2 separate regions of the Anas platyrhynchos genome follow, and region 2 is linked to region 1. Evidence: chromatin contacts called from public Hi-C data. All regions are on one chromosome and are shown on one strand. The core of a region is the stretch at or near the end of the contact, and the rest is flanking DNA. Distances in the headings are between cores, read along the strand shown. Region 1 overlaps SYT16 (synaptotagmin 16). Region 2 overlaps LOC101792402 (a long non-coding RNA gene).

The links. Hi-C and Micro-C count contacts between places; a contact is called where the count stands out from the background.
Region 2: a contact with region 1 is called in a Hi-C map of subcutaneous adipose tissue, with 2.4 times the contacts expected there. The contact joins two enhancer-like sites. A contact is called at or near these places in 6 of 8 Hi-C or Micro-C datasets (F1 follicle, F5 follicle, liver and 2 more).

What each region holds. Positions count from the first base shown.
Region 1 is chr5:6,788,130-6,792,798 of IASCAAS_PekinDuck_T2T, reverse strand. The region is part of intron 2 of SYT16 (synaptotagmin 16); the gene reads right to left. Among named protein-coding and RNA genes, the nearest start is that of SYT16, 23 kb to the right of the region's middle. Within about 2 kb of position 3,143, at least 1 of the 8 cell types and tissues checked has an H3K27ac peak or open chromatin away from gene starts, as enhancers often do.
Region 2 is chr5:6,874,789-6,879,330 of IASCAAS_PekinDuck_T2T, reverse strand. LOC101792402 (a long non-coding RNA gene) reads right to left here. Exons shown (of 4, transcript XR_003497624.3): 2 at 3,699-3,820. Among named protein-coding and RNA genes, the nearest start is that of SYT16, 110 kb to the right of the region's middle. Within about 2 kb of position 1,785, at least 4 of the 8 cell types and tissues checked have an H3K27ac peak or open chromatin away from gene starts, as enhancers often do.

The DNA of each region.
Region 1 (4,669 bases), core at 1,894-4,393:
CCTTTTCCTGAGATGCTGCCAAGCTCGGCTGCCAAGAAAATAAGTTTTGAATAAAATGTTTTGACCAGCTTTGCCTGAAACACTCAATTAGTGGCGACAGGAAGAGCTTGGGGGGGGGAGAGGCCAGCATCAGCAGGGCAGCAGGCAAAGCCAGCCTGCCGGGGAGGTGATGCCAGCACCAGGCCACCAAGCAGCTCACACCACTGGGGTCAGGACGATGTGTCCGTCCTCTCCTTCACGCAGAGCTCATCCTCTGAAGGTCCTGTTGCTCTGCACCATGTTCCCCAGCCCAGCCGGGTGCCTCATACCCTGCAGCTCCCCGCAGTGAGGTCTGCGGCAGCTCTGGGATGCCTGGAGCTACCAACGCCCACGGCTGGCGCTGAGAATAAATCCCGAGGCTCTTCAGGAACTCATCGCCACACAGTGACAGTCACCAAGCTGGGTTAATGCAACTCCAACCACGCTTCGTGCGCTCGAGTAACTGCTCAAATAGAGCTGGTAAGCCGGGCTCCTTTCGCTGCTCGGATTCATGTTCCTCCTTCCCTTTCCTCTCCTCTCCTTTATTAATATAGCACATCTCTCCGGCGTCTCTTTAACTTAATGCTCCACTTGCTGGCTGGCTGACAGGTCTCAGAAAAGCACATCTTTCTCCTGCCAGCGCGATTCTGTTTAATCTTGTATGGAGAAGGTGTACCACTTAAGGAACTTTTTCTCCCCCCCCCCCCTTCTAGAGGAAAAGGGAACAAAGTTTGAAAAAAAAAAAAAGAAAGTGACAGCAAGTTAGTTTTAACCTAAACAGCAGCAATTTGCATACAAATCAGATTTTTCAGGTGCCACAGAAGATGTGGGGGCCCTGCCAATCCAGAGGAAGAAGATAAAAGGCAGGAAGAGTTTGACACAGATACTGCCAAGAGGTGAACCCACAATTTACAGTTTCTTCCCCCTGAGCGAAGTGCCCCGCAGAGAGAGGCTCTTCCATACCCCATTTATTTTCATTCTCATTGACACCACCCTTGTAAGACAAAGCACCTGTTCCTTCTTTTATTTACACTCCTTCTCCCAGCCCCTTGCACGCGAGCCCTACAAAACGCAGTCAATACACGAGTAGGTGCAGCTGGATGCAAACCCAGGTGGGAAGTGGTTTCCTTGCCCAACTTGATGAGAAAATGAGTCCTGCGATCAATAAAGCAGCACCAGGCTGCAGAGGAAGAGAGCCAGAGGATGTGCTAACAGCACCCAAACATTATCACGAATAAATCACTGCTCTGGGGAGCCAGCAGGGGGGTCAGGGCTGTGGCAGGCAGCTCAGGAAGGCAGCAGCCTGTCACACCTCTCAGAGTAACACCTTTCAGGCAATGATTCCTGCAGATATTTCTGTCCTCTGGCCAGCACTGAAGCGATCTTTTTTGGGAAATTGAGAGCAGCAAGCCCCGTGGTGGGGGATGCCACAGCCCTGCATGCTCAGGACCTTGCAGCACGCAACACAGAAGAAACAGATCCGTTCAAACCGAACCCACAGCACCGCACAGTGTGTGCAGACAACACTTGGACAAGATCCTCGACATCAGATTGACCAGTTTTATCTCATACTGAAGAGGCAGAATGATGAACTGGAGGAAAATATCCTGCCTCTGCCTTCCCTTGGATACTGCAAAGCAGCCCAGGAGAAAGTCTTCAGCAACCAGGCTACCGAATAATCTACAGCTGCTGCTTCCTGACACAAGCATGCGTTTGGCCTGGGAAAGTGGTGCTGAGCACAAGTTTCACAAGTATTCGCTTTTCTACTTTCTCCTTCGCCATCCCCAGCATGCTAGTACCACTTGCCACGACTGTTCTTACAGAAGTGTTACACCCTTTCTAAAATAAAACGGGGCTACGTGACAGATCTAAAGCAGCAGAACGCATCGGAGCAATTAGCAGTTCTGCTGCTTTTGGGGCTCTGATTGGAATTCTGATCCAAGGAGCAAAGTGAGCTCTCCAGAGAGCTGCGGTGGCTTTGCATAAGGGCTCCATCTGCTGGCACGCCGCTCCCCTGGCTCAGTTCACCATATAGTAAACTGAAACAAAACCTACACAGCCATCAATTACATTTTTTTTTTCTGCTCGCAGCCTATGAATTTCAATAAATACACCATCTGTTCATCTTCTGTGTGGGAGTTCAGTCATCTTCTTGGCAGCAATATTATTCTAGAGCAATTACCTGTGTCTTTATCACCTATCATTGTGCTTCATCATCTTTTCATCATGTGTAAAAACCAACCACTTTATTACTACAATTTCTGTAGGCAGCCCGGGCCTGTTAGTTACCATGGCGATGATCTGTCAAAAGAAGTCTACATTTAAAGAAGTAAAAGCTGAGAAAAGGAGGAGGAGAGAAACACAAAGAGCCTGGAATGAACTTGTTTCTCCAAGTCAGAGTTTAAGCACAAAAGGCACAGCTCAGGCAGCAACACGGAGATGCCACCACCAACCTCGTTAGGAATCCATCAGCCTGCCAATACGGGGGATGAGGCAATGATTCACAGGCATTACGATGCGCTCGGAGGTCAGCGGCTCGGCTTTAATCCCTCAGCTGAGTCTCATGATCTGCTCTTAGGAAGGACAATTCGTATTGCTATAAATCAAAAGATAAAAGGGGGGGAGAGAGGAAGGGCAGGCTGGAATGACAGGCAGCAGCAATTTCCCCTCCCTGGTGGTCGCTAGCAAGACTGAATGTTACATCAGGTGCCCTGTAGTTTATATCCATCCCCGAGACTGCTTCGGATTCATCTCTTTCTTCACCACTTTTACCTTGTTAGTGCTCTGCTTTCTCTCACTCCTGCCTACCTCTGCTCTTCTGCTTTCTTCCCAATCTGCACACCCATTGCTCTCCCCTTCCTGCAAAGCAAACGCACTTGCAAGTGTTTTACCTGAGTCTTTCCGAATCCCTACACATTCCTAAAGCAGCCGGTAGTGCCAACGCTTTCTAGCTGCTTGTTCCCCCACCAACCCACAGACGCCCCCTGACTTCGCCTCGTGAAATCCTCTTTTTCTCTTCAAATTCCTTCATCTCCTCCAGTCTTTCAGCTCCCACCCTTCCGAGCTGTAACTGCGCTCGTGCTACTGCAGGAAAAATATCAGCGAGGTACCAGAGGACTTGCTGATGCTCTGTGTTTCTGGGATGCGTCATTAGCAGCCTTCAGCTGAAACACGCCGGGCTGCAGACTGCCTTGCTTCAATTCATCCTCGTATCCCTGGAAGAAATAAGCAATCTCAAGGCTATCCAATTTGTTTAATATCAAGCACACACGCGCCGGGTTTTAATGAGGTGGGCTGTCATTCGGAATTGCGGGAGGACAGGAGATAACCACTGACGAGCAGGAAAATTAATTCACCATCTCCACGACTACCTTCCAAGGCAAAACTACCCCAGCCTACAAAGTTAGGGGAGGGAGGAAGCATTTTCCAATAGTTCTCTAGGATTTTAAGCACTTTAATTCCTGGTCGTCCACCTTCAGACACAAGGTGCCCAATATTCCCAAGTGTCTGTTTTCCGTGAGTTTCTGCCTGCAAAGCATCTTAGGCAACGGTGGCTAAAGGATACCAAACCTAGGTACTGCAAAAGAGACAGGAGTCTAGGAGTCTGAAACTAAGCAGCTGCTGGGTATTCAGAAATAAATAAAAAAAATAAAGTATTGCAGCAGTGAAAAAATCCAGGGCTTAAGTTCTGAGCAAAGGAGGAGGGCACATAAACCAGGAGGGTGGGCTATAAAACGACAGATTATCAGAAACACGCTGCGATCAGTGTTCAAAGCAGAAATTTCATTGATATTTACAGACGTACCAAATCTGAAAAACTCTGGATTTGCTGAGAAAATACAAATTAAACCAGAAAAATCCCGTGCTGATCTCAGACCTCATCTCCCCTGAAAGTTTATTATGGAGCAAAAGTTCTTCCCGTAGGTCCCATTAGGAGGAGGGCTGTTGGAGAGGCTGAAACCACAGCGAGATCAGACCCTGCAGCAGAATCACAGAATCACAGAATTTCTAGGTTGGAAGAGACCTCAAGATCATCGAGTCCAACCTCTGACCTAACGCTAACAGTCCCCACTAAACCATATCCCTAAGCTCTACATCTAAACGTCTTTTAAAGACCTCCAGGGATGGTGACTCCACCACTTCCCTAGGCAGCCTGTTTCAATGTCTAACAACCCTTTCGGTAAAGAAGTTCTTCGTAACACCCAACCTAAAAGGTTGCAGCTTAAGGATGAGGAAATGGCACCCACGCACCCTCCTTTATCTGTCAAGGTGTGGGCCCTGCGTTTCCTCTCTCTGCAGACACCTCACGCAGCCAGGCCGTGCCACCGACTTGCAGACGGTATTTACCTGCCACGAGACAGGCCCAGGGACAGCCACTTCCCTGCTCTTTAGCAGGACTCGTGCTGCACAGATTGGATGGAGATGGAGCCGTGCCCAGGCTAGAAGATGGTTTCCAGCACCCTGGGCCAACGCAAGCCGCCTCTCGGCGGGCGTGCTGGAGAAACCTTCTGCTTCTGCCAAGCCCGTTTCCTCCAGCCAAGCCTTGAGGCGGGCTCAGTGATGTCGAATCTGTGCCCTTTCAAGTTTGCTGCCCCCACCCAGCAGCATCGGTGCTGCCTCTGCCCTCGGGGGGTGCTGGGTCTGTGAGGGG
Region 2 (4,542 bases), core at 536-3,035, 88 kb before region 1:
CATCCTCCCTCTGCACCAAAACCACACGGAGGTGGCCGCAGAGGACAGACCCCCCCACAGGAGGTTCTTCTTGTGTTTTCTCCCTGAATCTCAAGTCAGCGAGGATGGAGGTTTGCTGTAAAAGAACATTACAAACCGGGGCAAAAAACCCTTGACTGATGGATTAGCACCTGATTTGGAGCCAAGTCCCCCAGCCCTGGGACTGGCCTGACGTGGATCCCACAAAGCAGCACCGTTCCCACCACGGAGGTATCAGAAGGGGTCTGCCACCCGTGCAACAGGACAACGCCGTGTTTTAGTCACGCTGGACCCACTGCATACAGCAGAGATGCTCCCTGCACTGCCCTCAGCTCTTGGGACCAGGACACAGCTGCAGTAAGCAGCCACGAACACTCATTCAAACACACGTGCAGCAGCCTTCAGCGCTGTTAGGTTTTATCCTAGTATTTGAATTACACTAGAGACCGGGCACCCCGAGCACTTAACTACTCTGGTAGTAGATTCTCCTAGGTTAAAGCCCCTCTGCTGTGTTTTCTGAGTGCAGTCCCAAAGCATTTACCCTCCCTACACTGTGGGGTAGGAGAACATTACGTTTTTCCTCCGACTACTCTGAGGACAGAGGTATGAAAGACGAAGTGGCGTTCCCATGGCCACCCGGGCCATCAGGGATGGGAAAGGAGCCAAACTCAGCGTACAGGCTGATGAGCCAACCAGGGGCTCGTTGTTCTCCTTCAAACCGGGCTTCTAAATGCTAAAACTCGCTCCCTGGTGGTTTTCAGCGAAAAGGCAGAAGCACAGACCCAGCTCTGCCTGTGTGCTCTGCAAGCAGAAAATGAGCAGAGGCAGAATAGACAAGCACAGCATGCAGAGCATCACTGCTGCTATGTGCAGAGCCCTCGGTCTCCTTCAGCTCCGTGCAAACCTCTCCTTTGCTGTCACTGGCAGCAGGAATGTCTCTTCCCCCAGAGATAGAGGGTGACAGTGGGACAGTCATTGCCCCTCGCATGTGTGGTCCTGAAGAAAAACTGGCAAACAGCTTGGAGTGGCCATGCCAGATGCAGTTTCCTGGGACCCAGACCCCCTCCAGACATAATTGTCTTGCATGAGGGTGAGCCACGGTGCAGGAGAGCCTGCAGCTGTCCCCACCACGCTGCCCTGTCCCCACTGGTCCCCGGGGTGCTCTTAGAGGGAGAGGATTGTGTCCTGAGAGGGATGCAAATCACCGTCCTGGCAGTGGGTTGGGCGAGCATCCAGCTGGCACCAGCCCTCTGCCTGCCAAGTCTGCAGGGTACGGACAGCACCAGCTCAGGACATAGCCCTCGGGTGCGAACCGCAGTCAGTTCCCAAAGATCTCACAACATCAGGCAAAGCAGTGGAGCTATCACAACCCCCAGCACTTGCTTTAGGAGCAAGGAAGGGCAGCAACCAGCAGCTGAACACCAAACGCACCTCTGGGCTACAAGGCTGATGTTAAGAGGACGTGTTCCCACTTGAAAGTGCAAAGCCACTCAAAAGACACAGAGAGCAAAGCAGACACAAGCTGCTCACCGCGATGCTCGCTGCTGGCAAAGCCCAGAAACTCCAGGGCAGGAGGCTCGCGAGCTGCCAGCCTTGCTCTAATCCTTCTCTGAAAGTCAGAGCGGACGGCCTCTGTGCGTGCCTCGGGGCTGCTTGGCCGGGGCTGCAGGCACGCACGGCGGTAGTAATGCCGCAGTGAATCAGCCCCTCAGCGTTTTGTTTAAATATAAACATATTGAATCAGTGCTTTTTGTGTAGAAGGCTATTCTCGCCAGCCAAGTGTTTTGACAGTTACAGCAAGGTGGTATGAGTCACTGCCTCCGCCTCACTCAAGCTTGGAGACAGATACATCTTAATCACATTACATTTCTTCAGCGCCACACCACAACGGCACAGAGCCAAGTTTCCCCCTCCAGGGGCTAACCAGTGGGTCCTGAGCCTGATATTTGTCCTCCCAGCCTGGAACAGACCTCGGGAAGCACGTTGAGCCCCCCGCCGCCCGCCCGCCGCCGCTGCCTGCTCGGCATGCGCGGCACACAGGAGCGCGGCGGCTCCGGCTGCCATTAGCACTAATGGAAGTTCGGAGCATAAATCCCACGCGCGGCAGCGAGGGAATAGACGCCTCCGTCTCTCCAGCCTGCATCACTCCAGCACAGCTTCGCGAGGCCTTTAATTGCGCTTTCAAAAAAAAAAAAAAAAAAAAAGAGCAAAAATCTGCCCGTTCCTATTCATTTCTCCGGGAATAATTACAGTGCTGCGTGGACCCGCAGAGTTATTAGGCGTGTTTGGGCAGAGGGCTATCTTATCTAAATTGAAATGGAAATCGATTTATAACACGGCAACTTCGCGGTCTAGCTGCAAATTGCAAGAAATTGTCTTCATCTGGCCCCGGGCTCCCCCATCTCCCAGCGACAGGAGCCCCTCTGCGGCATGAATTAGTGCTGGGTGATTTCGAGAGGGCTGCAAGTCAAACCGGAGAGGGGGCAAAGTGGGGCTTAATGAACGATCAAACAGCCAGGAGAAAGCAAAGCTCGTGGCTCCCCACCTGGGGCAAGGGAGAGGGACATGCCAGACCCAGCTCTGCCCCAAACATTATGCGTGAGAGCTGGGGAGAGCTCCTACACTCGGTGTCTCCTCCTTTCCTCGGAGGAAAACCCATCCCTGCCTCATGGTGCTGCAGTGTCAGGGCTGTAGGAGCTGCTACTATCAGCACGTCGATGCAGATGTCTGCAGGGGGCAAGCAGAGGGGCTCGCTGGCCAAGCTGCCGACACTGCACGTGGAAGGCAGTTGGTAAAATGTGCCCGTGCCCTGTGGGGTTTCCTAACACGGGAGAAGATGATCAATGTGCGAGGTGGAAACCGTTTCTGAGCATCTCTCGCATGCACAAATAGAAAACCCGAGGGAGGCTTCTAAGCACGCAGAACCGGGCATTTATTACCAGCAGGAGCTGTGACTTTGACATGGCTGGAGATATCGTAACGTCCTTGCAACCGCCGTCAAACTGCAGTGATAAATTCCCCCGTCTCTAACCTTAGCAGCGCTCGCAATTAAGGAGTGCTCGGCTGAAACCCTGCTCTGATTTCTCATGCCATGCCGCTGCATTTCTCCTCCGCCACTGGCAGGACAAGCAGCTGGTCCCACCGGGGGCTTTCCGGTTGATAACTCAAAGCTACCAAGCCACAGGCAGGCGAACATGTGGATCGAAAACACATGCCAGCCCCAGGATTTCACACAGACTGCCGATCGATTGCAGCTCTTCCAAACAGGGACAGATTTCCTACTCCTTGCTCAGGCAGAGAAAGCCCCTTTAATTCACCTGTGGGCAGGTAAAAGCCTTGCTGCTGTCTGCTGGCGGGAGCTGCTGGCTTTGCAACTTAAACCTGCCTTCCTTTTAGTTTGCTAATTGCTTTGCAGAGCTCCCTAACTCATTTCTGGGCAAGGCACAAGCATCCGAATAGCTCTGACGAGTGCATGAAAACCGGGGGACTTCTCCTCTCCCTGTCCTTGCAGTCCCACTGCCTGCACCCCTCTGACTAAGGGGCTGGCTAAAGCTCAGGCCACATGCAGCAAAGAATAAAACCCCATCCCCAGCTTGATCTCCTGTGAGCACTCCTCCAAACCATTCCCCTCACCCCGAAGGCAAGCCCGACCGGCTGGAGTCTGCAAACTTGGTGGTTACCTGAGGCCGTGGAGTCAGTCTGCAGAGGGTCTTTCTGGGGTAACGCCAGCAGCTCCGGTGAGATTTCCTCCTCGCACGGGCTCAGCGAGCATTTCTGGCAGCACGGCACTGCTGAACGGTACCTGCCACAGGGGAGCAAGGAGAAACACACATGGCTCAGGTGGCAAAGCCGGGACGTACGCGGCACGAAGCTGGGCTGTAAGAGAGGGGAGCGCTATCTCAGGAGCCCCGTGGGGCTCGCTAGCAGGGCAAGCAGAGCTCTGGTGTCACATCCAGTGCTCTAACTCTGACCTGGCTGCCTGGACACCCTCTTGAGCATCAGGAAAGTGAAATCAAACATTAAGGAAATTTGCTTCGGTCTCTCGGTGGTATGGCTGCAATCCTCCCAGAACAAACGCTGCAAGAATACAGCTTGCTCCCTGAATCTCCGGAAGTTTCCTCAGCTAGAGTGTGATCGCTGCCTTGATCACTGCCCTTTAGAACTGCACGTTATTTCCTCGGTCAGCTCTTGTCAGCCTGGGAGGAGAGCTGGAGGGAGGCTATTAAAACCACAGCATCGTTTCGAGTAGTAGCGCTAATTTCCTATCCCATACGCGCGCACACCCACACTCCTGCAGAGTCGCACGGCTCGGGGGAAGGCAGATTACCAGCTTTATTCAACAGAGCGATTGCAGCGTGCACGTTTCAGTGTTTGCCTTGTGCAGCGGCCAGTTCCTGGGCTGCAAGGAGACGTGGCAGCACCCAGCTGATGCTTTGCCTCCTGGGGGGAGCATTTAGCAAGGGGCAGTGAGAACACCTCCTGCTCCAGGTGGGGAGCATAAACAGCTCTGTGCGTGCATCCCCA